6 separate regions of the Mus musculus genome follow, and all the other regions are linked to region 5. The links are chromatin contacts, called in public HiChIP or PLAC-seq maps. All regions are on one chromosome and are shown on one strand. Each heading gives the region's core, a stretch centred on a gene start, on an enhancer-like site or on the middle of the called end of the contact. The rest is flanking DNA. Distances are from core to core; before and after follow the strand shown. Region 1 holds the start of Ubl3 (ubiquitin-like 3). Region 2 has its middle 19 kb from the start of Medag. Region 3 holds the start of Tex26 (testis expressed 26). Region 4 has its middle 12 kb from the start of Gm35620. Region 5 holds the start of Katnal1 (katanin p60 subunit A-like 1). Region 6 has its middle 5.2 kb from the start of Gm35704.

Region 1 (3,371 bases), core at 826-3,325, 380 kb before region 5:
TGGTTCCTTTGCATTTGAACAGCATATTAAGTGGAAAATCAAACAAACAAAATGCCTTTAAACCAAGGTCAAAATACACAATTTAGGGTCATTTTTCTTTTAAAAATATGTAAAACAGGTCATCTCTCCATAGAAATATTTGACATTTTAAAAATGCAACCATTAGCAAAGTTCAATCTTGGTTCTGCACTGTAATACATACACATTCAAATGTCAACTTGACATAAGTGGGCATGATTACATTAACTTCGATTCTTTCAGAAGGATTATTCATCTCCCAGTTACTTGCATTATGTCTGCCTTCAGGACTGCAAAGTGTCACTTCACGCGCCCACAAACCCACCCCTCAGCACTGTAAGGCTACACAGTAACTGTCAGTCAACACACTCGCAACCCTAACATTTAGAAACCAAAGGAAAAAGCCTCAATAAACAATAGCAGTTTTTGTTTCCAGTTCTCAACGCCCAGTGATCCAGGCTCAATAAACATGCTTAACTGGCTTAAAACAAACAATAGACAAACAAAAACCTAAAATGCAAAACTGTTAATTACTTGGTACCAAGAAACCTTGGAATATCTATATTTTAAAAAGGACGCTTTACGCCATAAACCTAGAATTGAAAAACATTTAAATAGCTCCGGTTGTCATAGCTGTTCGTTCAGCTAGACGTTTCGAAGGGCTCACAGCAAGACTTTTTCCAAAGAGGTGCGCCGCTGCCCCTGAAATGTATCAAGTGTGCACCTACGTCTGAACGATCTTGTCTGTCACTGAGCCAGACAGCCTCTTCCTACCCTAGGTATCCAGCTCGCCGCCCGTCCCCGGCCGTGTCCACACAGCCCTTGACGTTTTCCCGAAGCGTTTAAATCCAAGCCTTGAAAGCCTTCTAGCAATCGGGAAGGAATTTCCTCCGCTTCCACTGCATTTCCCTGCCTCCGGCGACTTAGGAAACACAACCGAACCAGTGACTCCCAGTGGTTTTAAAAAAAAGAAGAAGAAAAAAAGAAAGAAAAAGCTGCAAAACCACACCAAAAACCAGTGCTTCCTAAAAGAAAAGGGGGGAGGGGGGCAGAAGAGCCAACTTCTCCAAAGCCAAGTAGATTGGCTTTTCCAGAAGTGCCCCCCATTTCTCACCCCCGCCGGGCCCCAGAAACCTTCGCCCCGACGCCAGCGTCGTCTTCCGATTAAATAAGATTGGAAACCACACTACAATCCGAACGTCGGAACTTATCGTTCACTTACCATATCCGCCGGGACATGACTGGACATCTTGCCTTTTGAGAGTGGGCCAGAGGTTTACGCAGAAAACAAAACAAAAAGCAAGAGCAGAAGTGCTGGAACTACGGAAAAAATAAAAAAGAACCTTCACAATTCTGATCGGTTTGTGCTGAGCTTTTCCCAAAAATGAAAAAAAAAATAAAAATTAAAAAAAAAAGTAGAAGTTACGTGGGAGCACAAGAGCTTCTGGGGCGAGAGGCGCGAGGGGAGCCGATCGTCAGCAGCAGTAGCAGCTCCAGGACCCGCCGCGCCAGGTGGACAGAGCCGAGTGACACACGGACATGGAGCGGGGTGGGAGGGGGTTAAATGCGCCGTCCTCTTTCCCCGGCCCAGGCGGTGATTCACACGCGCTCGCGACTCAGGTCCTCATTAAAGCCCCGGCGACGAAGTGTACAGATAACTATGTGGCTACACATCGAGCGCCGAGCTGAAAGCGGCCGGGGCCGCCGAGAAGCTCAGCGCGCGCCGCGGGGCCGCACAGCCGGGCTGCGCGCAGCCGCGCTCAAGGGCATCGACCTCGCCAGCCGCCGAGCCGAGCCGAGCCGAACTGGGCCGAGCCGAACCGAGCGCAGCGCCGGGGGGGCTCAGGCCGCGGGCGCCTCAGCGCAGCCGCGCCGGTCGGGCCGCATCGCGTCTGGGCTCCGGCCGCCTCCGCCTCGCTGCCTGCCTTCCGCAGCGTCTTCCGGGGGCTCCTCCCTTAGCTTGGGAACAGCTCCCCCTCAGAGCCCTGACTCTCCGCCTCCTCCTCCACTTCTCAATCCCACACGCCCCGGCCGCCTCCTGTCATCGCCTCAGCCCAACATGGCGGCGGTGGCCCCTGCTGGTGCCCGAGAGCCGACTTGGGAATAGCGCCCCCCACCTCCCCCGCCCCCGTCTGCGCTTGTTCCGTTCGTCACAACGGAGCCCTCTCGGAGCATCATGGGAAATGTAGTTTGTGCAGGTGAGGGGAAGGGGCCTCCGGGGCGTCCTTGCCCGCATCGATGCCACGCCCCCGCATAGCAACAGTTGCTAGGAAAGGATAGCGCCCTTGTCTCGGTTCAGTTTAGAGGCTCTTGCTCTGGAGTCAGTCCCTACCTGTGTCCAGAAATGCCATGATCACGCGGATTGTTGGAGGAAAACAACTTGCACGGAGAAATTCCCTCGCGCACTGTGTAGACACAGTTAAAATAGGACACACCGTGGTGCAGAAGCATGTGTTTTAATCATTGCAAGTTCTCCACATCCTGCAATCTCAAACCATTTTATTGAGTGAGTTAATCTTTAGGTCTCCTCAACATGACAGTTTGAAGATCAGAAACAATCATTGATTTCCAATAAGGCCGTGGAAGTTCAACAGAAACAAGACTCTTGTGAAGCAGAGGCAATGTCTGAACACACGTTTCCTGAAGTCCTAGGGCCATAAAGCTGCAATCCGCTTAATTGAAATGACCAGAAACTATATAGTGGTAGTGGAGACTACATGTAGATTCACCACTTCCCAGCCTAGCCCCTGTTTGACCCGGTGACGTAATTGTATTGTGAATTTAAAACAGCATAATATAATGCCGATGCTAGAATATTTAGGTGAAAAAATAATGTCTACCACGGATCTAGGATCAGAATACAGAAACCACAAGTATTCAGTTGAGCCTTATTCATATCTCAGACCTTTCGGAAGGGCAGTCTCCACACGATACTATTACACCCACCTACAGTTGTGACCTCACCTAAAGGCAGCCTTGCCTACCTTCCAGGGCTAAAGTCTGGGTGCTGTTAAGGATGATTTCATGCATGGCACATACATCGTTTTGTAAATAACAGCACATCTTCTGACGTGAACGGTGGCTACTCATCCTCTTTCTCTCTCGACGCACAGGTGCACCACAGGCTCTGCGGCCACTGAGAGTTCAGACGTGAGCTATGCAGTCCCTGTTGTCTAGGAGCCTGCGTCATTCCCCAGAACCATCTCCCCAGTCACGTGTTCCCTCATCGGACGGGAACTCACGGGACACTTCAGAGGACCTACTTGTCTCTTGAGTGGCGGCCTGGCTGAAGGCATTCCATACACTCCTAGGAGCCTACATCACAGACCCAACTCCCTAAGAATCCAAACGTA
Region 2 (3,398 bases), core at 62-2,561, 460 kb after region 5:
ATCTCTCCAGTTCCCGACATCCCCTAAGTGTTTTAAAGCTTTCCTCTGTGCTGCCACCACCTCACCCAGAAATCTCAGTGAGCACTCAGGCTTTGATGAGGTCGGTCACTGTTCCTGGGTTGATGGATTAGAGGAGACAGGAGTTGAGGGCCAGATTCCCTAGCCAGAATGGAAGAAACTCAAAGTTCCTTTAATCCTTTCCCCTCATGCCTTATGACTGCCCCACCCTCCACCCAGAAGCCTATTCTACCACGGTCAAGCCCAGTGTGCCTTAATTTCTCCCCCAAACATGAAGAAACTTTTAAAAAAATTATTTATTTTATGCATACATGAGCACACTGTCTCTGTCTTCAGACACAGAAGAAGAGGGCATAGGATCCCATTACAGATGGTTGTGAGCCACCATGTGGTTGTTGGGAATTGAACTCAGGACCTCTGGAAGAACAGTCAGTGCTCTTAACCTCTGAGCCATCTCTCCAGCCCTGTGAAGAAACTTTTAACCCTTGTCCAGCCACAGCTCTGTAATAAAAACTGCATAGGATGAGGTACAGGCAGAGAGAGGTTGGGAACTGGGTGTTTGAACAAGTTTAGGGTGCATTGTGGGATGAGCAGCTGTGGGGTGGACTGGAAATACACACCAGACAATGCTTTCTTTAAGTAGATTACACCTGTGGATCCCCTCTGGTTTTAAAAGAAAATTTATATTTGACATTATTTGACTCACAGGATTATGTTTGGGTGTCTTTGGTGGGCTACACGTAGATCATGCTTGTGTGTGGATTTGCGGCTTGTTCATCTCAGCAGGGCAAGCTAAGAGAATGTGGCCCCTTCCTGGGAGTTAGACTAAACTCTGGGAGGAGGAGATGCAGGGAGAGAGGTGGGGGTACTCACCAGGCAGTGGGGAGAGTGGGGGTGGGGTGGGTGGCATTCGTTTGTATTTCGATTGTGTGTTCGATTGCTGTTGTCTTTACGGCTTTCCTGTCTGCGGAGGAGCCTGGATCTGTGGTTGCTGCCTGGCCAGCTCTGTGTGTGTCGGGGGTTGGGGGTGGTAAAATCATTTGATTGCATCTTCTAGTTGTACAGTTTGTACTTGAAATACTTGAGAGTGTGTCCGGGATGGGGTTTGGGGAGGGAGGCAGCACAGAAACTACCCCGGCTTAATGTCCATATATAATCATCTTGTGTTGCTGGAACCTTCTTTTTGGATAAAAAGACATTGACTCATAACTGAGCAATCCTGCCTCACAGGGAGGAAAGCAACTTCCTCTCAGCCCGTTTATCTTTAGAGGGCCAGGTCGTTTCCATAGGCTGTTTAGGAAATGGCTGTCAAACACCACAGCGAGAAAAGTTAACTTTCTTATTCCTGTCTCTCTCTCCCCACAGATGGGTCTGAAATTCTTGCTTGGGGCCATATGGATTGGCCGCGCAGGGAGGAAATTATATTCAGCTTTCTGTTTCTGCTCAACTCTTTCCACTGGGTAAGTGGGCCCTTTGAAGTGGCACTTGCCTTACCTCACATTCTGACAGGAATGACTGATCGCCTTTCAGTCCACACAAGATAAGGAGCCACGTCGGAGCTGTCTTAACTAAACAATAGCGAACCACCCAGAGCACTCTTCCAAGACGGGAGAGAATTCCCCACATGTGTTAAGCATTTTATTCTTCCCAAATGCATTACTCTGTATTATTGTGTTAAATTGGATAATGTCGACATGAAAGGGCCGTGTCAATTGTATCAGATAACAAAAAAGTAAGATTTTGTAACAATTATGGATTTGATTTTTCTACCCAGACATCTGAGGCCCTGCAAGAGAATGTTAAGAGCCTTAAATTGCCCACTAATGGGAAACTATGCTCTGAGTGCGGTCTCTTTTCTAATCTTGGCTGTGTTTTCTCTTCTGCAACAGATGTCATCCACCTGGGGATGTCAAAAGAGAAAATACAGGGCGCTGGGCAGATGGCTCAGTGGCTAAGAGCACTGACAGCTCTGGCAGACAAGCCAGGTTTGGTTCCCGGCACTTATGTGGGTGTTCAAAACCATCAGTGACTCCCATGCCAAGAGATCTAGCGCCCTCTTCTGGCTTTCCATGGACACTGCAAGTATGCAGTGCACATACATACATGCAGGCAAACACTCATATACATATAATGAAAACAATGAAACCCAGGCAGGGTTAGGGGTAGAAGATGTTGGTGGAATAATATGGAAGAGAATACAACAAATCTACTCTTGAAGATCTTGACTGGTGTCTCTTGTGGCTCTAGCTTCAGGCTGCTGACCAAGAGGGCAGATTGTATTTATAGCCAGAGAAAAGGAAGTAAGATAAAGAAATCGGACTTGACATAGAGACAATCTGACAGTCACTGCTTGTGTCTGTCTTATTTGAGCTGTTCGACTGGCTGGCTGTTGGTGACAGGCAAAGGCTCTGTAACTTATCACAAAGTGACTTCCATGTCACCTTAAGCTGCAGTTCAGAAACCTTTGACCAAACTTTAAAATGCAGCCCTGTATGGGTACTTTTAGGCCAACTTGACCCAAGCTACAGTCTTCTAAGAGGAAGGTGCTTCAGTTGAGAACATCTCTCTGTAAGATTAGGTTGTAGGTAGGCCTGTGGGGCATTTTCTTAATTAGTGATTGATGGGGGAGGGCCCAGTCCATTGTGGGTGGTGCCATCCCTGGGCTGGTGGTCCTGGGTTCTATAAGAAAGCAGGCCAAGCAAGCCATGGGGAGCAAGCCAGTAAGCAGCACCCTTCCATGGCCTCTGCATCATCTCCTGCCTCCAGGTTCCTGCCCTGCTTGAGTTCCTGTCCTGACTTCCTTCAATGATGAACAGCAATGTGGAAGTATAAGCCAAATAAACCATTTCTTCCCAAATTGCCTTTTCATTGCAGCAATAGGAACTTTGACTTAGACACTGCCAGACAGCTTTAACCCAAATATTGACTTCAATAGGTACAACCGTAGTGGAGATAAGAACTCCCTTGAACCCTCTCAAAGACTTCCCTGGAGTGGGGCTGTTTGGAGCCTTTCCTGATCTGGTTTGCCTCTAACTCACCCTACTGTCTCCCCTCAAAGCTATTTACTTTTTCTCTGGCTTAATTGCTGTTTATCAAGACTCAGGAAAATTCTTGGCAAGCCTGGATTCAAAGAAAACCTTTAGAGGTGATGAACGGAGCAAGGAGCCTTTGGAGAATCAGTTCACAGGACCAGAAGAGGTCAGACTGACTCGGGCTGGTGTGTGATTGAATCCCATATGTGGACAAAAAAGGGGGAAGTGTCATAGATTGGGGCAAACCATGGAGACTGGCTGGCCACTCAGCTGAAGTGACTGCCTGACACTCAGTGGTTAGTTATAAATTCTCCAATTAGGTTTTAAGGTTGTGAGCTGAGTTTGGTT
Region 3 (3,310 bases), core at 795-3,294, 510 kb after region 5:
ATCTGGAGGCATTCAGTAGTAACTAAGAACCTGCTATGTGGCCAATAGTCAGGCAGTTGCCAAGATTATGAACATGAAATACCCTTTGCAGTCAGTGATTAATACATAGTTTCTTGTGTTGTGAGGGGGTCCCATAAGTGAACCAGAGAGCTACAATCAATAATCAGTCAATCAATCAATCTGACAACACTACAAGGTTTCTGGATGTTCAATGCTAACTGGTAATTCAAAATCAAATCAAGCAAGCTCAGAGTGTTTATTATATAGAGTTGAACAGAGGAGTGAGGTTACTGTGTATAGCGGAACAAGAAGACCAGGGTATTACATCGAGATAAAAGGGATGCAGGGTTTATGGTATTCAGCTAGACCACAGAGACAAGACTAGGTCATGGTATCCCGGAAGAAAGCTATGGTGGACATTTTGACACACGCTGTCCACATCCCCACTAAAGAACTGGGATCCTTGATGCAGTCCTTCCCATTTCCCTTTGAGTCTCACTTAGGAATGCTCCTTTCTTTCTTTTTTTTTTTTTAATTGCTATTTGATTTGCTGTCCTGAATTTTATAAAAACATTTTAAGTGAGTTTTGGCTTGGGATCAGGGCAGAACTTCCAAGTGTTTTTTGAAGTGGTCCTAAGCACATTTCTGACCTTTTGTGCCAGGCATTTATCCAAAATGGTCTTCCAAGTACTGGTGATTATAGGAACCAAAATATTGATGGATTCTGAAAAGCCCCGAAGATGGTCTCATATTCAGCATCTCCTATTCAGCCGAGATTTAATTATTTATGTAAGATAAACAGGTCATCTCATTAATATGCAACCTCAATAATATGACGTCTCATTAATATGCAAATTTGCTTCATATCTTTCATAGATGGTAAAATTGTATGCACAGCAATGAATTGCTTTTTAAAATAAAGCTCCTCATGGTTCATTATCAATAAACATGTGACCTGTGTATTTGTCTTATATACCTTATATACTCTAGCTGGCATAAAAATTTCTCAGGCACAGTGTGATCACAAGTGGAAAAAAATTAAAAGCCACACTCTAACATGTATAAGTGGGTAGGATCAGCCGGCCAGTGTACAGTAACAAAGTGGCATCCTATGATTGGTACTAGGAATATAGTTTGGGATTTTTTGTATTTATTAAAAATAAGGTCTGGTGTAACCCAGGCTGCCCCTGGACAAACTATGTAGTGGAGGATGACCCTGCTGCATCCATTATCCCTCTGGACTCTCCGTAATTAGCCTGTGCCCAATGTTTCCCTGAAGTAACTAGACACTAGCTTAGGATGCTCTGGGTTGACCTCACACAGACCTGATGCCGAAACTTTTACCTTTCCCTTATACCACATCTTTCTCATCCTTGAGTGTAGTCGCTGTGTCCTACAGATTTCCATGCCAACCTTGCCCAATTTTGCTTACATTGAAAATTATGAATGGACACAAATTTGCGGTTGGGCGTCTGTCTGTCTGCTTCTGGGTTTTTAATATTCGGGGTATTTAATATTTTGAGACAAGGCATCTCTTTCCAGGGTTGGGCTCCTGCCTTAGCCTCCTGAGTTCTCGGATCACCGGTGAGCACCAGTATACCAGGCTAAAATAAACTTTTTTTTTCCAGCCTTTTCCAGTTTGCTCGTATTTGCCAATACATAAAACAATGGCATAGTATTGCAAGGACCAGAGCAGTGTCTCTCCACCTTCCTAATGCTGCGACCCTTTAATATAGTTCCTCATGTGGTGGTGACCCCCCCCCCAACTACAAATTGTTTGGTGGCTACTTCATAACTGTAATGTTGCTACGGTTATGAATTGTAATGTATAATGGTAACATCTGTGTTTCCTGATGGTCTTAGGTGACCCCTGTGAAAAGTTCGTTCGACACCCCCCACCCCCAAGGAGTCGTAGTCCATAGGTTGAGAACTATTGGATTAGGGCACTCCATGAAAGTCAGGAATCAGCGTGATGCGCTCACCCTCTGGGTCCAGGGGCGGAGACTGAGGCGTCTCCATAGCGACGCTTCACAAAGGCACGCGCAGAGGGTGGGGCGCAGAGCGGAGTACTACTGCCTTGTCAGGGCGGGAAGGCGACCTTTTGGGACAAGATGGCCCGGTATAGGAACAAGGTTTCGTGCCCTGCTCAATGTGACCCCAAGCTCCAGTCAAGTAAGACTGCCCACGCTGCGGGTCTGCGGGGCGTGGTGTGCTGTGTGTGCGGTGGAGTTGTTTTAAATAAGGCAGTTTTTTTTTCCCCAAGGGCATCAATCGTGAGAGGTTTGCCTCGCTTTTAGAGATGGCAGGGAGGCGCAAGTGAGTCAGGGAGAAAGATCAGCTGTCCAAAATCACACTCCTGTCCAGCCCTTTATACTCCCCTCTCTAAAACTCTGGGGTGTCCCTTTAAATACTTAAGGAAACCCCTGAGGAGACATGATAAAGCCACAGCTAGTGTCCTTCCAAGGACAACAGAGCCGAAGACAAATGAACAGAACTGGGGACGTAATGGAGGGAGAGAAGGAGTCTGGCTGGTTCTTTAAGTCGCAAACAGCAAATTCAGTGGGGCGGGAGGGAGGGGAGGGGCGGGATCAGCCGGCCAGGGCTGCTCTGTCTGCAGACTGGGCTGGGAGCTGAGCCCTTTTCAAAGGCGCTCTGCCAGGTGACAGATGGAGAGCCTTGCTCTGTGGTTCTGCTTGCGGCGGCGGCAGCGGGTTTACCAGCTCAGCGTTTTGCGTTGGTGAAGAGACATCACCTCCCCTGGCTGTTAGTTGCGACTCGAGTAGCATTATTACTGAGTGCACAGTCAGCGTATCCATCCCTTCGGAGCAATAATGGCCGGCTGCAGCCGTCTAGCCGAGCTGGCTAAGGGGCTGTGAGGATTCTTTAGAATGATGCTCCTAAGAGAACAATGAAGTGGGTGTTTACATTCCAATCTAGTTCTCTGTAAACGAAGAGTGGAAAGCTGGAGTGTGTGTGTGAGGGGGGAGGGCGGGAAGGAGCGTATTCAGTTAAAAAAAATGTTAAATGTTTTCAGATTCTATAGGACGGCGAGGTCAGGAGATGGAGGAGGGAAAAGCTCCCAGGATCCCCAAGGGCACTCCTTAATTTCCATTTCCCTTTTTCTAAACACTCTGTCTGTCAGGTATTTTCCTAGGCCAGTAGTCTCCTTCCTTGTCTGGAACAGATAAGAGTTAGGATTCCTCCTCTTACGGAATTGATCACGTACCCCAGGACTTCCGGTGCTGCACAAACTGCCAGGGACTCTACTGTCTACACTCAGTACCCAATGCCAAATGTTCAGACTGAACTA
Region 4 (3,437 bases), core at 72-2,571, 410 kb after region 5:
GGGACATAGCTTTGGAACAGACACTGGCTGACTCAATGGCTCTATTCATCCTTCCCAGCATTTGTGTTGGCTCAACTAACTCATGTAGTCATTCAACAAACAGTACTGGCAAAAGGCCATGTCTGGATTTTGAGGCCGAATCTTTGGAATTCAGGAGTTGAAAGATTTTCTTCCTCTTTTTTTTTGCTCTTGAGTGCGTATTTATAGGTAGTGTAAGACTCTGGCGAGCCTTAGCTTACCAGGGACTCCCTGAGTGAACAACATGAAACCACCGGGAATCGATGCAAAAAGCAAGAGGAATTTATTTTTCCAAAGTGTTGGGGTCGTTCTACACCTGAAGGAGAAGTATCGACTGTGCACATCTTGTCCCCTTCTGAAGGGGTTCTCTTCCAGGAGGAGAGGGGGCAGGTGGAATTTTCCAAAGTTTCTGAGCTGACCTCTTCAGTACCACGTGCATGCCTGAAGCTCTCAGAGTTCAAAAGTGGCCTCTGGAACTGGTGTTATGGATGATTGAACGGCCATGTGGGTACCAGGAACTGAACCCTGGTCCTCTGCAAAGAGCACCCAGTGCTTTTAACTGCTAAGCCATCTCTCTCTAGCCCATTTAGGAAGTCTGCAGGAATTTAGGTCTATCTTAGTGTTTGAAGCAACAGCTTAATATTTGAAAAAACACAGGGAGTGGGGCAGGGATACATGAGTGTGGTGGTTTGAATAGGTTTGACCCCTATAGTCATGTGTTTGGACACTTGGCCATGGGGAGTGGCCCTATTAGGAGGTGTGGCCTTATTGGAAGAGGTGTGGCCTTGTTGGAGGAGGTACATCACTGTGTAGGCGGGCTTTGAGGTCTCCTTTACTCAGGCTCTGCCCAGTATGGGATCTGACCGCCTTTGGCTCAAGATGTAGAACTCTTAGCTCCAGAGAGAGAGAGAGAGAGAGAGAGAGAGAGAGAGAGAGAGAGAGAGAGAGAGAGAGAGAGAGAGAAGGCTGCCTACTGTAGCCAGGAAGGAAAGAAGAGAGGGTTGGGAGTGGCTGCAGCCTCAGTCTTCTGCTCTAGGACACACCTCCGGTGACCTCACTTCCTCCCACCAGACTCAGTAGATCAGCATCTCTCCACAGACAGACCCAAGCCTAGCAGCCATGCCTTTTACATAAGAGTTTTTGTGAGTCAATTAAGATCCAAACTGTCACACGGCTACTTAAACCTCCCGATGCACCAAATTTAAACGTGTGAATCTCTTCTCCCCAGCCAGCTACCTAAATCCTCCGAGGGAAATTAGAAGACACATCCTGCCTTTTGAAAATCAGGAAATGAGGGCTCTGTGTATCACACGCAAAATTCAAACTGTGTAGAAGACCTCACCACTCGGAGCCGCCCAAATGAGCGGCAACTCTTAGGAGAGGCGTTATAGAAAATGTCACCGCTTGGGAAGTCTGGCAGAAAATTTAGAAATTTTTTTCCTGGGGAGGTAACCTAAGGACACAGAGAAAAGGTCTCCAGAGCCTCTTTTGCTTTGTGTATGTTCTGTTCTGTTCTGGAAAGGACTTGAGGTAGCTTATTAAAGGGACGCACAACAGAAGTTGAAAGTACAGTAAAAAGGAAGGGCCTGTGTTTCACAGCAGGAGCCGGGAGGGGGTACCGGTAATGGAAGATCCACGTGTGGACTCAGACATGTCCTTCCAGTGGGCCACCAGCCCTGGGAGCTATCGGAACAAGGGAAACGGATGAGCAAGTGATATAAAGGGAGATCGGTTGCTCAGGAGAGCAGTATTTTTGGAGGCCAGGAAACAGGCCTCTCTCCTGCAGGCCCCCTCCACCATCTGTGTAACGTAGGAAAGCCACAATCCTAATAGCATCCTGCATCTGCTGCGGCCTCCCGTAGCTCTGAGATACAACCGTGGGCCCAGCTCAGTCTGTTCCCGAACACCCTGTATAAGGCACATGGTTCTATTTTTACTTTATTGTCTTATTTTATGCGTGTGGATGTTTGGCCTGCGGATGTGGTGTATGGTGTCTGCACCGCCTACGTGCAGTGTCCACAGAGGCCAGAAGAAGGCACTAGATCTCCTGGGACTGTAGTTACAGATGGTTTTGAGCTAACATGCCGGTGATGGGAATTGAACTTGGGTCCTATGGAGGAGGTGCAAACCTTTCAGAATCTGCTTTATGGACCAAGAAAAGAAGAGCTGTCTCTCTCCCTTTTTATTCTGTTCACATAACTCACATTTTGACAAGTGTGAGCCTCCATGTGAGACTGAGAAACGAAGCCACCACCGGAGGAGTTTGGCTGGCCATGTGCTGAGTAGCGGCATAGCGATGGCATCTCCTTTCTTCTTGTCGGTTCTGGGGGCAGCACACCCAGGACCAGGCGGGATACTCACTACCGCCGAGCATCGCCCTAGCCCTTCACACCACTCCTGCTTAAACCTCCAGCATCTCTGATCTACGTAAACTTGAGACCCATAGCAAGATCCACATATAGCCGGGAGGGCAGCAGGGTGGGTGGTTTATCTGTGTGCCAAAGTCCCTCTGTATCCGGCTGGCTCTTACTTTGCCAGGTGGTGCTGGGGAAATGTTCTCACGCTTGAGGATAAGCAAACCTGAAACATTTGGTGGGAGGCTGCGGCTTTCCCTGCCTTGAGGTCCTTAGGGAGCAGCTTGCTCATTAAAGGGTAAGGCTCCATCACACAGTGCTCCGGGGTTGGCAGGGCGGATGCGCCATCTAGTGGCCACTCCCAGAATACCCACATGCGGCTCTCTTGCCGCTCTAATGACCTGAGGGCATGTCCAGTACTGGAGCAAAAAGGTTAATTAGGGAGCTGGGGCATCTCTGTTCTCTGTGTCCAGCCCGACTAATCGTTCTGTGAGGATGGTTTTTAGGGTCTATGTGAATGAGGCACATTTAGGCAAGAAACTCAGGTAATTGGTAGGTTACAAACTGCCATGTGGTGTCCTCATGATCTCATAGTCCCTGCGTTGCCTCTTCTGGCCTCGATCCCCTTGATGCTGCTTTGCCTACAGTCCACTTCTGCTCTGCAGGCTCCTGTCATGATCTTTTCCCTATCAAGTAGAGGACCCGCTAACATGGATAAGGGCACCTTTTCTGAGCAGGGAGTGGGAGGACTGATCTGCGGAGGTGGGTGGTGGCTGCCCAGGCCTTGCTTTGGGCACAGGATTCCCATTTCGGGAAGTACACGATGCCCAGTAACAAGACATTGAGCTAGATGTGGTTCCTCAGTCTGAGGAAGTCTCAGGGTTCAATCTAGGAAGTACCCATAGTAGTTATCCAGTATAAGTAGCCAGATAGGACTCGGCTATCCTCAGAGGAGGGAGAGGCCTCAGGGCTCAGGATGTCTGCTCATCACAGGGACCTTTGATGGGTGGTGTGTGTGCTTCTGAGATCCTGGATTGGGTGGCTAGCTTCTCCTCTGTCCTCCAG
Region 5 (3,217 bases), core at 366-2,865:
TGCTGGCTTCAGGCTACCAAACCTCATACGTGTGGTACAGAGTAAGCAAGCCAGTGGCTGGGGTCGAAGGGCCTCACCAGGACTACTTCCTACTGATTAGGGGTGTCAAGTTTCTTGGGGCAAGTTCCATCTTTGCCATCAGGATATCTAATTTCTTGTTGTTGTTTCTTCTTTACGTAGGAACAATTACTTAACAAGTGGTGATCAAGAACCAACCCCACCTCTTGGAGTCTTAGCATTTATATGCCCTCTGAAAAGTCCCCAGAATTCCAAACATCACACAGTCACGGAAACTATCTGGCTGTTGGCAAAAATCACATCCCTTGTACAGCATGAGGCAAATCGCAGTCAACCGCTGTGGACAATCTGAAGCAGCCCAATATCCCAAACCTGGGATTAAAACAAAAACAATTTTTATATTTCTATGTAAATTCCATGTTTAAAAAAAACACCAAAATTCTCACTACACATAATAAAAAGAGGAAATCATCCTGAGCCATGCTTAATATCAGCATCCTGAGACAGACAGGTGAGCTCCAGGACAGCCTGGTTTACACAGTGAGTTCTAGCTAGCCAAAACTACACAGTGAAGCCTGGTCTCTAAAACAAAGAAAAATGTGCATAAATCAATCAGGTATTTTTAAAAAATAGAAACAGAATACAGAACACTTCAGTGTAGTCAAAAGGAGATTGTTCAGAAAGTTCAATAAAATACATTTCTAGTAAAGTTGGCTAGAGGAGAAAGTCAGAAATGAAGGAGAGCTAGCAACAGAAACTTCCAAGGGAGTGAAAGACCAAACAAAGCTTAATGAAATAGACAAGTGTGTGAGATCGCAGCACATCAAAACCCACTAAGAAATCTCATCAGTCAATAAAACCAAGTTCGTTATTTATGACCTCCCCAAAATACTCCAGACCCATCAGCTTCGTGTGTGCGTTCTAGGAAGTGCTTGGGGAAAAAAGAAACAAATGCTAAAGACACTCTCCAGAAAAAGGCAAAAATTAACTAGCCATTGAAAGTTTAACTAGTCTTCAAAGAACCAAAATATGTGTGGGCAACATTTAGGTAGTAAGTGAAGAGTGGAGCCGGAAGGGGGCATTAATTACTCCATGACATTCAACCTCAATAGCTAACATGCAACATATATATATGTATATGTATTCAGACATCACCAAATAACAGTAATATCCTTCATCAGCTTTCACACTTGTCCTTTTAAATATTACTGTCCTCTGAACACACGCTAATGAATGGATTTTATATGCCAAAAGCTCTGAGGTACTTGAAAAATAAGCAGAAATACCTAGAGATTCACAGGGAAAGGCAAAGGCCTTTTAGTGAAGGCTTTGTCGGGTCTCGCATCGACCTTGCGCCATACATACGGTTCTGCACCAAGAGGCAGCACCCTAGGAGGCCCAGGCCCCGCGCGGTGGCGATGGAGCGGGGCCGCGAGTGCAGAGGCTGCGGGGCTGGAGCGCAGCAATGAGGCTCACCTGCGCTACCCCCGCCCGACGCACAGCGCCCAATCCAGCGACCACCCCGGAGCCCCCTGCAGACAAAGAGTCACTTTAACACCATCTGAGTAGCTCCCAATTTATCAGTCTGTCGCCGCGCTCCGGACCGCTGGGCTTTGTAGTTCTCGGCCCGAATCACCCAGCCAAGGCGGCGAGCCTGATGAGCCACCGAACTACAAGACCCATGATACCCTGCGACTGGTGCTACATTCTGCGTGGCTCTCCCGCTTCTCCTCCGGGGGAGCGGCCTGTTGCCGGCGGCCGAGGTCTTGCGGACTGGGGCTGCCCGCCTGGGCTCCGCAACCCGGCTCTCCCTGTCAAGCCCGGCCCCTCGGGCTCACCACTTAGATCCTGCAGGTCAGGGCTGTCAAGGAACGGGGAGGGGCGAGGCGGGGCGCCGTTAGCCGCCGCCCGCCCGGAGTCCGTTAGTTCGCGGCCGGCGCGAAGAGGCGGTGGCTCACGGTTGCCATGGCAGCTGCGGCAGTGCTGCGGAGAGGGCGTGGGGCTGAGTCAGCGTTGGGAAAGGGGGCAGTAGGGAAGGATGCTCAGAGGCGAGTGTGGCGAACACGGAGCCCTCACCCCACAGGATGAGGAACCCGAGACCCTAGGTGGGGCGTGCTGCACCGGCCGGCATCGGGGCGGGACGTGTGCAGCGACAGAGAGCGGCTTCTAAGGAGGCGACCTTGCTGAGCCAGCTCTGTGGATTGGAGGCTGCTCGCAGCCCCCTCCCGCCATCCTCCAGGGAGTGGAGTGAGAACGAGCCATTGCTTAGATAGCGTGTGCACACAGCCTACAGGAGGATTCTGGACTCTGGAACTCGTAAATGGCACTGCTCCCCACCTATTGAATTCGAAGCTATAATGGGTCTTATGCAGAGGTTTGTGCACTCTTCAGTGTACTATGGGCCTGGATTAACAACCTGGCCTTCTAACACAGCTCCTTGGCTAACTGGTTGGTAGCCGATGACCCGAGGCACCTTACCTACCTGCTCTGAACGTTTTAGTCTGCAAAATGGAACTATCTCTGTTCCTGAGAGAAACTTTTATGATAAAACAGAATAAAAGTCTGGCACCTCACACGGTAGCTTTCAGATACTAGTTAATCCAATCGTGATAAAAGTCAAAATATAAGCCGGGCGTGGTGGCGCATGCCTTTAATCCCAGCACTCGGGAGGCAGAGGCAGGTGGATCTCTGAGTTCGAGGCCAGCCTGGTCTACAAAGTGAGTTCCAGGACAGCCAGGGCTATACAGAGAAACCCTGTCTCGAAAAACCAAAAAAAAAAAAAAAAAAAAAAAAAAAAAAAGGTCAAAATATTTGACTAGCAGTTGAAGGTGGATTGGCCGATGGGGAAATTGTCCTGTACCGATTAAAAAGTGCTATATCGCCGGACAGGGGTGGCTCACACCTTTCATCCCAGCACTTGGGAGGCAGAGGCAGGCGGATTTCTGAGTTCGAGGCCAGCCTGGTCTACAGAGTGAGTTCCAGGACAGCCAGGGCTACACAGAGAAACCCTGTCTCAGGGGAAAAAAAAAAAAAGTGCTATATTTCGCTAAAGGTTTAGGTCAGGGAAGTGTCTGTAGCTGTCAGAACTCATGGAATAGAACAGTTATGATTTGTACATTTTGTTGTGTGTAAATATACTTCAAAAGTAGTGTGATGCCTTAGGAAATTAAATTAGGGAAGGTGGGCACTGTGTCAGTGC
Region 6 (3,582 bases), core at 684-3,183, 420 kb after region 5:
GAAAATGCCCCACAGGCTTGCCCAGAGCCTAATCTTATGGAGGCATTTCTCAGTTGAGTCTCCTCCTCTCAGATGACTTTAGTGTGTCCAGTTGACACAAAACTGTCCTTCATAGAGGGCATTCCTGAGTGGACCTTATGATCACAGCCTTTAGGAACATAGGCACTTGGGCCTGTCCACTAGGGACTCTGCTTATTTAACCAGTGGGTATCAGTGTACCCCAAAAGGCTCTATGTTAACTACTAGAACCCAGGTGGTGGCATTATTAAAAAGAGATTGGACCAAGTACAGTGGCACACACCACTAAGCCCAGCCATCAGGAAACAGAGGTAGGAGAATCTCTATGAGTTCAAGGCCAGCCTGGTATACATAATGAGTTCTAGAATAGCTGAGGCTACCTAGAGAGACGCTCTCCAAAAAAAAAAAAAATTTTTTTTTAAAGAGGTAATTGAAGCTAACGTGTCCATTGGACATGTTCATGGCTAAATGAGCTGCTAGGAGGAGGGAGACACTGGGGAGAGCAAGCCATTGGTGGGGCTTCGGAAGAGTGTTTGTCCGCCTGACCCCCCAAGCCCTGTGATCCCAATTACCCTTGCTCAACCCTCTTCACACAACTATGGGCTGAGACATCCAGTAGTGTGTGCCCAAACAAACCTTTCTTCCTTTTCAACTTGTTTCCCTTGGGTATTTTGTCACAGTAGTGGAAAGTAATTAACAAAGGGACTCTAGACTGATACCTGGTCAGGTTCTTGTGCACGCCAGGGCCGAGAGTCTGTAAAAATAGTTACTTGAATCTGTTGAAGGTCAACTATGTTTCTTCATGTACAGAGGTCCCGGCAGACAGTAGCACAGAGAAAGAGAGGTGTCACCCAGAGGGGACCTTGGTGGGGTGGACAAGGTACATGGGGACAGATCTTGCTATAACTCAAGTGTCTGGGGAGGGACACAGGGACTGTCTCTCCCCATCCCCCGTGGCAGTGACAATGTTTTGGTGATGGTGAATGGCAGTGGAGATGAATCTAGAGCTATGGTACCTTCCCCACTGGAAATGAGGTGAGGGAGGGCGTACTCTCCGATTGTGTAAATACAAGGCTGGGCCCTTTCTTTTTCTAGTCTTCTCTGATTGTGGGTTTTTTTGCATTACTTTTGACTTGCATAAAAACGTTCTTTCTCATTATTGGGTTTTCTTTTAAGTTTTGTGGGGAGAGCTGGCTCACCGGGATCCTGGACTAGTCTAGCAGGGGTACCCATCCTTTTGACATTGCAACATGGTCCTTGACATTTGTAAATAAGGTTGAGCGGCATTCACAGCTATCATGGGCCAGCTGGTGCGAGCCTCTACGGCTGGGAACGCCCATTAGTGGAGGGACTTTGTATTTAGTTTGGTTCTGTTGGGAATAGTTCTAGTGATGGGAGCAGGGATGGTTTGGGGCAGATTCACAGCCTTAGCTGAACCTCAGTTTCTTTATCCGTGGATTGTAATTCGTAGTTGGTTATAGCAGTTGTCGGAGGGCGTATACCAAACAAGACACAGGCACCAGACGTGGCAGGGCCCAGCTAGCAGGACTTCCCTGAAAGGATGCTTCAGGGAAGGTCCCAGGCACTGGAGACTTGAAAGGTGTGGTGGGGCGGGAGGGGACAGGGTGCTTGCTCTTTTGTTCCACTGGGTGGCTAGATGGCAGATGGCTTTGCCTCTCCTGGTGGCGAGGTGTGAGCGAACCTTGGCAGGCAGTACCCCTCCAGGCCCTCTTTCTATCCAAACCCCGCCCCCAGCCCCTCCAGGGGCTCCTGTGACACCATTGCCTGACTCAAAAAGCCACTGGGTCCAAGACCCGCCAGCACACAGACGGCCCCTTTGTCTCCCAGCCACACCTGACTGCTGCAGAGACAAGGCGTTGACGGGAGCTGCTGGCACTTGGCCAGGGCACTTTCAGTAGGGCCATTAGTCATGCCTCTTCCAGAAACCGCCTCATCCAGCAGCCATCAGTCTCTTGGCCCTGGGAGGCCTGGGCGGGTGTTTTTCATTTCCTCTCCGTGTTGATTTTTAAACAACAGCTGCCTTTTGGTTCCAGGGACCCTCCGGGTCAGTCCTGGGCCAAGTAGTCTATACTAGCCCAACAGGACTAAATGCCAGCCTCCACCGGTGGGAGCTGTGGGTCAGAGGGGTCCCCCCAGGAAGCCAAGGGCTCTCACCAGTCGGAGTCCCTGGGCAGCTTTTGTGTTCTGTCCTAGAGGCCTGTGTCAACCGTGGGCTCTGGGAGGTCTTTAGGATTCAGGCTATTCTTTGCTACCGGTTTTAGAAATGTAGGGAGCTCTGTAGAGGGAGGGGACCCCCATGGAAAAGATATGCAAGCAGCCAGAGTGCTTGTCTCAGTGTCCAGCACCAGTAGCCCCCAGAAGCCCAAAAACAGGGGGTTTGGAGAATGGCCTTTGCACTGGAAGGATCTCCAACTGGGGCTTTTATGTTAAGAGAGTCTTGGTACATGGAGCTCTTTATATTAGGGGAATCTTTACGAGTAGTCCTTGTTGGTAGGTGTACTGGCTGGTTTTGTGTGTCAACTTGACACAGCTGGAGTTACCACAGAGAAAGGAGCCTCAGGTGAGGAAATGCCTCCATGAGATCCAGCTGTAAGGCATTTTCTCAACTAGTGATCAAGGTGGGAGGACCCATGGTGGGTGGTGCCATCCCTGGGCTGGTAGTCTTGGTTCTATAAGTGAGCAAGCTGAGAAAGCCAGGGGAAGTAAGCCAGTAAGTGCCATCCCTCCATGGCCTCTGCATCAGCTCCTGCTTCCTGACCTGCTTGAGTTCCTTTGGGGATGAACAGCAGTGTGGAAGTGTAAGCTGAATAAACCCTTTCCTCCCCAACTTACTTCTTGGTCCTGATGTTTTGTGCACCTAAGACAGTAGGTAATCCCTAGAAAGGTGGCACTTTGGTATGAGGGCTACCATTGAGGGTCCCTAACTTCCTGGCATTGAGGAGCCCCTAGCATTGGGGAGGTCCCTGGCCCTGGGGAATCCCTGACAGTCTAAAGCTGGATTGTTGGTACAACCAAACATGAGAGATGTGTTAGAGTGTGTGCTCCCATGATCCCAGGCCTGCAGTGGTTCACAATCTTATTGTTTAGTTGGTCATAGCCAGGCGGCCTGTGAGGAAGGAAGGTGACTGTTCCCTCTGTGTGTGCACGTTAACCACCAGTGCCTTGCCTATCCATATCCTTTTCCTTTGCCATGGTAACTGGCAACTCTCTGGAGGAGTGGTTCTCAGTCTTCCCAACTCTGCAGTCCTTTAATACAGTTCATCATGTTGGGGTGACCCGCAGTCATAAAATTATTTTGTTGCTACTTTGTAACTGTAACCTTGCTGCTGCTATGAATTGTAATGTCACTATCTTATATGCAGGATATCTGATATGGGACCCCAAGGGGTTGAGACCACAGGTTGAGAAACACTGCTCTAGATAACACCTGCCTCTTCCTGTTCCTTGTGCCCAGTCAGCCTGAATCTTAGAGTTAAGATAAAGACCTGCTGGCCGGGCACTGTTTAGGTGGGTGTTAGCTAATCATTCACAGAGCTGCACTGC

Evidence for each region. HiChIP or PLAC-seq counts read pairs in DNA pulled down with a chosen protein or histone mark.
Region 1: a contact with region 5 is called in an H3K4me3 HiChIP or PLAC-seq map of the SCID.adh cell line, with 17 read pairs. The contact joins the promoter of Ubl3 here to the promoter of Katnal1 in region 5. A contact is called at or near these places in 3 of 484 Hi-C or Micro-C datasets (embryonic stem cells, natural killer cells and uterus), 3 of 115 datasets of contacts at active chromatin or transcription factors (the SCID.adh cell line, embryonic stem cells and memory CD8 T cells) and 2 of 9 other capture datasets (adipose tissue and liver).
Region 2: an H3K4me3 HiChIP or PLAC-seq map of the SCID.adh cell line shows a contact between it and region 5, with 11 read pairs. The contact joins the enhancer-like site here to the promoter of Katnal1 in region 5. A contact is called at or near these places in 5 of 115 datasets of contacts at active chromatin or transcription factors (DN3 thymocytes, the SCID.adh cell line, double positive thymocytes and 2 more).
Region 3: a contact with region 5 is called in an H3K4me3 HiChIP or PLAC-seq map of craniofacial prominence, with 5 times the contacts expected there. The contact joins the promoter of Tex26 here to the promoter of Katnal1 in region 5. A contact is called at or near these places in 2 of 39 promoter capture datasets (the 3T3-L1 cell line and hippocampal neurons) and 6 of 115 datasets of contacts at active chromatin or transcription factors (the SCID.adh cell line, craniofacial prominence, embryonic basal ganglia and 3 more).
Region 4: an H3K4me3 HiChIP or PLAC-seq map of the SCID.adh cell line shows a contact between it and region 5, with 15 read pairs. The contact joins the enhancer-like site here to the promoter of Katnal1 in region 5. A contact is called at or near these places in 4 of 484 Hi-C or Micro-C datasets (the Ba/F3 cell line, bone marrow-derived macrophages, nephron progenitors and 1 more), 15 of 115 datasets of contacts at active chromatin or transcription factors (the SCID.adh cell line, SST interneurons, astrocytes and 12 more) and 4 of 9 other capture datasets (adipose tissue, liver, macrophages and 1 more).
Region 6: a contact with region 5 is called in an H3K4me3 HiChIP or PLAC-seq map of embryonic basal ganglia, with 3 times the contacts expected there. The contact joins the enhancer-like site here to the promoter of Katnal1 in region 5. A contact is called at or near these places in 18 of 39 promoter capture datasets (the 3T3-L1 cell line, 3T3-L1-derived adipocytes, the C10 cell line and 13 more), 2 of 484 Hi-C or Micro-C datasets (CD8 T cells and bone marrow-derived macrophages), 6 of 115 datasets of contacts at active chromatin or transcription factors (SST interneurons, bone marrow-derived macrophages, craniofacial prominence and 3 more) and 1 of 9 other capture datasets (macrophages).

The regions. Positions count from the first base shown.
Region 1 is chr5:148,550,713-148,554,083 of GRCm38.p6, forward strand. Ubl3 (ubiquitin-like 3) reads right to left here and starts at 2,076. Exons shown (of 5, transcript NM_011908.2): 1 at 1,241-2,076. The coding sequence starts at 1,267.
Region 2 is chr5:149,390,725-149,394,122 of GRCm38.p6, forward strand. It overlaps a transcript of Medag not described here. Among named protein-coding and RNA genes, the nearest start is that of Medag, 19 kb to the right of the region's middle. Within about 2 kb of position 1,312, at least 75 of the 459 cell types and tissues checked have an H3K27ac peak or open chromatin away from gene starts, as enhancers often do. A contact at or near this core is called in DN3 thymocytes and the SCID.adh cell line, where this site is marked.
Region 3 is chr5:149,437,616-149,440,925 of GRCm38.p6, forward strand. It overlaps Tex26 (testis expressed 26), which reads left to right and starts at 2,045. Exons shown (of 7, transcript NM_029464.2): 1 at 2,045-2,172. The coding sequence starts at 2,112.
Region 4 is chr5:149,333,345-149,336,781 of GRCm38.p6, forward strand. No RefSeq gene overlaps it. Among named protein-coding and RNA genes, the nearest start is that of Gm35620, 12 kb to the left of the region's middle. Within about 2 kb of position 1,322, at least 50 of the 459 cell types and tissues checked have an H3K27ac peak or open chromatin away from gene starts, as enhancers often do. A contact at or near this core is called in the SCID.adh cell line and memory CD8 T cells, where this site is marked.
Region 5 is chr5:148,927,032-148,930,248 of GRCm38.p6, forward strand. It overlaps Katnal1 (katanin p60 subunit A-like 1), which reads right to left and starts at 1,616. Exons shown (of 11, transcript NM_153572.2): 1 at 1,495-1,616. It overlaps Gm36446 (a long non-coding RNA gene), which reads left to right and starts at 1,781. Exons shown (of 2, transcript XR_377236.1): 1 at 1,781-1,872; 2 at 2,102-2,591.
Region 6 is chr5:149,351,423-149,355,004 of GRCm38.p6, forward strand. No RefSeq gene overlaps it. Among named protein-coding and RNA genes, the nearest start is that of Gm35704, 5.2 kb to the left of the region's middle. RefSeq lists an enhancer at 737-2,945. Within about 2 kb of position 1,934, at least 153 of the 459 cell types and tissues checked have an H3K27ac peak or open chromatin away from gene starts, as enhancers often do. A contact at or near this core is called in craniofacial prominence, embryonic basal ganglia and hematopoietic stem and progenitor cells, where this site is marked.